2 separate regions of the Gossypium raimondii genome follow, and region 1 is linked to region 2. A link is a contact called in public Hi-C data. All regions are on one chromosome and are shown on one strand. The core of a region is the stretch at or near the end of the contact, and the rest is flanking DNA. Distances in the headings are between cores, read along the strand shown.

What was found. A called contact is a pair of places that touch in the nucleus more often than the background predicts.
Region 1: a Hi-C map of leaf shows a contact between it and region 2, with 5 times the contacts expected there. The contact joins two enhancer-like sites. A contact is called at or near these places in 2 of 2 Hi-C or Micro-C datasets (both in leaf).

The regions. Positions count from the first base shown.
Region 1 is chr8:34,252,441-34,256,131 of ASM2569854v1, reverse strand. No RefSeq gene overlaps it. Among protein-coding and RNA genes, the nearest start is that of LOC105791284, 43 kb to the left of the region's middle. Within about 2 kb of position 1,846, the one cell type or tissue checked has open chromatin away from gene starts, as enhancers often do. A contact at or near this core is called in leaf, where this site is marked.
Region 2 is chr8:34,044,967-34,048,532 of ASM2569854v1, reverse strand. LOC105791281 (a long non-coding RNA gene) reads left to right here. Exons shown (of 5, transcript XR_001132892.2): 4 at 91-181; 5 at 1,164-1,532. Among protein-coding and RNA genes, the nearest start is that of LOC105791281, 4.3 kb to the left of the region's middle. Within about 2 kb of position 1,627, the one cell type or tissue checked has open chromatin away from gene starts, as enhancers often do. A contact at or near this core is called in leaf, where this site is marked.

The DNA of each region.
Region 1 (3,691 bases), core at 597-3,096, 210 kb before region 2:
AGGGCCCAATCACAATTTACTCCAATTGGTTAGACATCATAGTCTGCTCTCCAAGGCGTTCTCCTCATTTTCTCTCATACGTGAATATATATGCTAGGCTAGCTGTTATACCTACCTACAGCTGCAGGCAATAATCTTTGTGAATCATCTCTCATCTTCTCTCCAGTATTTTTATACGCTCGCTCGGATTCAACATGTGACATTTCGTCAGCACGCCAAAAAGGCAAAAAGGCATTCAACGTGTGACATCTCTCATCTACACCTCTTTTTGTCCGAGTTACCACTAGTTGCTTAGACTTTAGGACGAGACGCCTTCCATGGGATCATCCATTGATAGCTGAAACATAATCAACATCAGGCCACCCATTACTACGACCAAGTCACTAGTTTTCTGCTGTAAACACTCCCTTAAGTGCGAACATTCTTTTATAGATAGTTGGAATCCACATGAGCATACGATCCTTGTGCTTCCCCAAAGGACTAACAAAATGGCCCCACCACGTACACCCCCCCACACTCCATGATGGCAACTTTTTGGTAATAAGTTGCCACGTCAACACTACCAAACAAAGGGTATCTCCCTATAAATACCTTGCAGGACGATGAGAAGGGGATCTTTTTCCCATTAGCAACCTTGAGCAGTTACTTTCTGCACTCAGCCTTCTCAACCCTCACAGTAACCTTACTCTTCCTCATATCCTTCTTTGGCTCTCTGTCTGTCTAGGTGAACTAACCTCTTTTGCACCACCACCTTCTCCTCATCTCCATCCTTGTTGATACCTTTCATCAACAATTGGTACAGTGAGCGTGGGCCTTACCATGACTTCTTCTCAGAACAATTCCCTCATCAACCTAGCAAACCTAGCTAACTCCACAAACCCCGTAAACTCGTTAGCTCCGACGAATCCTATCAATCCCATCACTTCTAAACCCTCTTTAAACCAAAACCCCACTGTTTTGACTCAATCATTGAGGTTGAACAACCCTTTTGTTCCTTTTTACCAAACCTTAAACCCAAAATATTGATATTTTCTCGACATCCTCCGGTTCTATCACTCTCTTAACCTCTGCCACCACTTTCTCATGTACTTCCATCATCCTTAATATCGCCAACCTACAACCTTGCTCAACCTATCTCTTCTTACTCTCAATAGACCTTTAGAACCACATCACATGATCCCAAGGAGTACCTTGCCCAATATTTGCAGTACGCTCTCTCTTCCTACCTCGCTACCCCTACCTCCTCAAATAGCAGTCACTGCCACTCCTCTAGACCAAGCCACTTATCAGCAGCACTCTGGCTCCCAACATTAAGTTATTGAGATGTAGGAAAAACTGAGGCGTATGAAGAAGTAGCTTTTTAAGCAGCAACACTGCTTTCAATAGCAGTAAGAGCGCTAACACCTCATTGACTATAAGAAAGCTCAGAATGAGCAACTAATAGTTGAGTTCAAAGCACCTATTGAGATCACAAGAGGGGCAACTTGGTCAACCTAGACGATGAGGCTTAGCCTACCATCCACAGAAACCTTGAGCGTCATTAGCCTAATGACCTACTTGTTGACAACAACCATCCAGTTGGCTCCCAGAACACTTATGCTAACAATTTTTCCTTGGAGGAGCACGTTAAACCCTTAAGATGGAAGTTTTGCAAGAAGTTAGAGGGGGTCAAAATAGATGAAACCTCTTGGAGTTACTCCAATGAACCTCTTGTCCTGAAAGTTCTAGCCTTCAAGCTCTTGGTTTTCTTTAAATTTTCCAAAGTTTTCCTATATAGGTGTGGGGGACCCGGAGGACCATCCAGCTCACAATAATAACCACATGACCGTTTCCTATATCGTCTGAGCGTGGTATTTGTCTTTGCCAAAAGGTTTCATTCAATATATTAGTTGGGCTATTTATGAGCTGATTCCTAGCCAATAAAACTCTACAACAATCTCCCAAGTGCTTCATGTCCATCCGTTAAATAGAGAATGAATCCCTCGGTAACTTTATTCGTTGTTTCAACACAACCACCACGATCATCAAGAAAGCCTCGGATGATTTGGCCGTCTAAGACTTTATTGCTGGTACGAACCATCACTTCCTCAAGATATTGCTAGCAACCTACAAGATAGGCTCTCCACATTGTATGAGATGGCCTATTGATTTGTGAATATTGATGAAATTGAGCAGAGTAGCGCCAAATATTTTTCTCCTATTATTGGAAAAAATCCATTTTGAAAAAAGTTTTCTATCAGAGCAAAAAAATAAAATTTAAAAAATCAAGTTGGTTTGTGATATTTATAGTAATAAACTTTTCTAAAAAAATAACTAGCTTTGTGCGAGACGAGAAGGATCCTTGACGTTTTCAACTTTTAATTGAACGACCTTCTTCGCTATTCTCGTACCATGAATTGCTTTGAGTATGGGATGAAACAATCTCGAACCAAACACAGAACTAGAAAATTTTTTCTTACTTTTAGTATCTCTTTCAATAGAAACAGGTAGAAATGTTATTCCCAGAAAATAGAATTTATACCTAAAAATAAATTCTCACTATTTCCGGGTAGAATAACAATATCTTAGAGTTCTATATTACTTGTGTATTTTTAGCCCTATCAATGCCATCTATTTATAGGGTGAGATCGAAGAATCTTGATTAAATTAGTTGAATACAAAAAATACTTATTAGATAGAAAAACTAGTCCCCTAGTTTTGCTAGGAAAGAGGGGCGGCAAATCCTGGCTAAAAATATTAGGGTTGCTATCCCTTATATGCGTTATGAGGGGTTTTGGGTCTGTCCTATATTAGGTCCAATTATACATGTGTATTGGACTTAACCCAACACTTTATATTTTTTTTCTACCCAATTTTAATTCCCTTAAAGTCATGACAACTTTACCTTAAAAGAATCTATGAGGAAACATATTTAATTTCCATATTTAACAGATTCCCATTGACCAAGTAATCTAATTCCCTTTTCGAACTTCAATTATTTAATTAAAAAATAATTCAAAAAACTTAAATTAATAATCAAGTCATTTCCATGGTTAGGAAGAAACCACAATCATTTTCGAATGTAACACATTTCTCTAACATTATCATTTTCATCCATTTATGTTCATTTGATTCCACATGCAATTCATTTCTAGCAAAGAGATCAATTGGACATATATAATTAAGGCTTAAATAAGTTATAATTAAGTTCCAAATTTTCACCTATTAATTAGAAACTCATTTAATCATGAACTAATTCCATTATAGTATGGTAACTAAGCGCTCTCTGATAACATACTATTATGAAAGCTACTCGGTCAGTGCTCATCCAATGACCTTGTCATAAGTGTGTTACCCACATAAGATATATTTAATTTGTTTGGGATAAATTCGTTCTCCCAATATGATCCTATTTTATCTCATGGTAATCATTACATCTTCCTTCATGAACAGTCAATTACTATCAAATAGTAATTAATTTATTTATCATAAAGACAAATGACTCGTGACTACGTTTACTTTTCATCTATCATGTAATACCAATGAGAGGATATCATTTACCTATGTCTTGGGCTATGAATTCCACTATTGTGAAAGATGTTACATATTGCAAAGTCATATTCCTAATGCATCAGCTTTCAATTCCTTATCTATTTGAATCAAGCTTTTACTTACATCAAAGTATATAAGTCGCACATATATAGTCTGTCAT
Region 2 (3,566 bases), core at 378-2,877:
TTTTAGTCTGTTTTGTAAGATTTATGTTTAAAGCTAACAAACTTACTAAGCTTCATTAAGCTTACTTATATTGTTTAATGTTCTTTGTAGATTTACAAGAAGTTGGAAGATCAGATCAACACATCGAATCACACTATCCAACTTACCAAGAGATTTTGCTAAACATACTATGTTTTATATGGTATGTATAGGGATTGAAATGGTTGTGTAAATATTAGAAACTACATTTTGGTTATGTTTCATATTAACTTATATATGTATGGTTTGTCATGTTTGGTATAAGTGTTGGTATGGGTAATGAATGAATTGGTAAAGCATGTTAATATAGTAGTTGCATGTGTGAAATAATTTATGTTCTAGTTTAGATTGTTAGAGTATATGTAATAATATGACCATAATAATGATAGAAATTGGTTGTTTTAGAGATCTTTTTATGGCCTATATGTATGAAATTTGAGATGTGTAGGTTAAATTCAAGAATAGGTGAGAAAAGAGGCCATAAAATGGTCTATTTTCATCCACATGGGTAAAGACACGGGCCTACTTTTTGCCCGTCCATAAAAAGGCCATGTGCTTCCTGCACCTTAAAATTTCTAAATAGAATGCCCAGCTTTTTGCACGTGGCCTAGCACACGGGCGTGTGACTAGGCCGTGTGATTCAAGTTAGAGAGTTACACGGGTATGGACATGGGCTGGGACACGACCATGTTCCTTACATCGAATGCCCACATGGCCTAAGACACGGGCGTGCCTTCTGGCCGTGTGGCTCACACGGCCGGCCACATAGGCGTGTGTCCCCTGCTCTTAGGAAAATTTTTAGAATTTTGGGAAAAATTCTCTGAGTTTTCTGTTTGGTCCAGATTTATTTCTAACACTTATTTTTGACCTCGAGGGCTCATAAAAGGGACAATATGAATGTTTATGTTTGGTTCTTGATATGTATGTTAAATGTTATGAAATGTTCGCGTTTAATCCATAAAGTTTGGTAATGCTTTGTAACCCTGTTTCGATGACAGATAAGGGTTAGGGGTGTTACACTATCAATCTGCACTTAAACAAAGAATTTGAATCAAATATATTTTTAATCCAACATTTGTACTCAATATTAACATCTGCTATAGGCCAAGTAACATTTAGTTTCTCCCATGTCTCCTTTGATGTAGGGCATTCCCGAAACAGATGCTCCCTATTCTCTGCTCCATTTTGGCATCTTTGGCAAGCAACGGATCCCAGCATTCGCCTGTAATGTAGGTTGCTAAAAGTAGGCAGATAGTTATAGAAAATTCTCCAGTTTGTAATTTTAATCTTAGGAGGTAGATCTAGGTTCTACAATTTTTTGTAAAATATTCTGTAGCTTTGTTGTCTTTGGGTCTGTCCATCTTGTAAGAGAAATTTATGCCTGCTAGGTACCGAATACTCCCCCGTCAGCTCACCACGCCAAATGATATGATCTTCATGCGGATTCATAGATAGAGGAATGCATAAAATTCTCGTAGCTTCCTTATCGAAATTCGAATTAGCCCATCTTTTCATTTTCTTGTGTTCACATCAGTCAAGTCTGCAACTTTATTTAGGCCCAAAATACTTTGAATTTTTTATTGCCAAGGACCCAAGCATCACCCTAGATAGACACTTGCTTGCCATCCCTATCCTCCAACCTAAACCCTTCAGAAGAAGCCCTTTTGCAGCCCATAAGCTCTACCAAGTAAAATAAGGTAGATTTTCTAACCTAGAATTTAAGAAATCTTTTTCTTTAAAATATTTTACTTTCAAAGTTCATGCTAGTAACAAATTAGGATTACGTAACAAATGCCAACCTTGTTTGGTCAATAATGCAATATTAAAATGTGACAGATTTCGAAAAACTCATACCTCCTTCCTTAAGTAGACACAAAGACCTCCTATCGCACCAATGCATGCCTTTCTTCTTATGATTCTTTTTCCACCAGAAAGCCCCTATTATATTATCCATTTCCATACAAAAGAACTTTGGCAATAGAAAGTTAAACATCGCATATGTTAGAATTGCTTGCAAAACAACTTTGATAAATACCTCTTTTCCACCTTGTGAGAGATGTCGTATGCTCCAGCTATTTATCTTCTGCTTTAATCTATCTTTCAAGCCTTGGAATGCCTTTTTTCTACCCTATCCCACCATATTCGATAATCCTAAGTACTTTTCTGGCTCTGATGAACACCGAACATTAAGTACTTAGAAAGCGAAATTCTTATCCTGCTTATTTACATTTGTGCTAAAATAAACTGTGGATTTGTCAAAGTTTGCACATTGTCCTGAGCAAGATTCATATTCACTTAGAATATTTTTTATCACATTAATCCCACTTACCGAAACCTTTCCAAATAGGGTACAATCATTCGCAAATATGAGGTGGGTGATTGGTGGAGCAGATCTGCACACTTTTGCCCCTGAAATTTTCCTTTATTGACTCGCTAATCTCCTAAGGTATGATAACCCCTTTTCGCAAAATATAAATAAATAAGGGCTCAATAAGTCTCCTTGGTGCAGCCCTCAAGATAGTTTAAAGCTAGCTCCTACCTCTCCATTTAGTATAATTGAATACTTCACTGTACTAATACAATACAAAATGAGATCAATAAAAGGACAAGCAAAACCCATCTTCAACAATATACCTTTAAGAAAAGTTCATTCCACACGATCATAGGCCTTGCTCATATCTAATTTTAAAGCCATATAGCCTTTACGCCCCGATCTTCTATTTTTTAAAGAATAAAGCACCTCATAGCCAACAAAATATTGTCAGTTATGAGCCTACCGGGCACAAAAGCACTTTGAGAATCATCAATACAAACATCCAGAACTTTTTATAGTTGATTTACAATTGTCTTAGCAATAATCTTATAAATAACCGTGCAGACTTATGGGACAAAATTTTTTTAGATTAAGGGGATTCACAACTTTTGGAATCAAAACTAAATTTGTTTCGTTAATACCTTCCAAATAATTTCCATTATTCAGAAAATCCAAGCAAAAAGCAATAGTGTCCTTACCGATAATATGCCAAAAATTCTGATAAAATAAAATCGGGAGTCCATCTGAACCTGAAGCTTTTGTAGGCCTAATTTCTTTGAACGCCTCCACAATTTCGTCCTCTGTGTATATGTCCAGCAAACTTTGGTTCATGCTTTCTGAAATAGAACGAGGTACCCCTGACAGATTGTGTTCCACCCGATCCCTCTTGAATCAAATAAGTCATTAAAATAGCCACAAGCAATGTTCCCCATCCCAAGATGATACATGGCTAAAGAGCCGTCAACCCTTTGTAAACCCCAAATACGATTTGTACACCTTTGCTGAGAAGCGTAATTGTGAAAAAATGAGGTGTTTTTATCTTCCATCTTCAGCCAATTCACCCTTGCCCACTGCTCTTAATACCTTTTCTCCTTATACATCTTCTTATTCAAGTGTAGTTTAACATCAACAAGCTCGGCCAAAATTTCTTCCGATCTATCATGACTATTCAAATCTTCCAACCTCATTGTCAATCTTTTCACATCCTGGCCACTTTTGTGCTTAATTTTGTCCC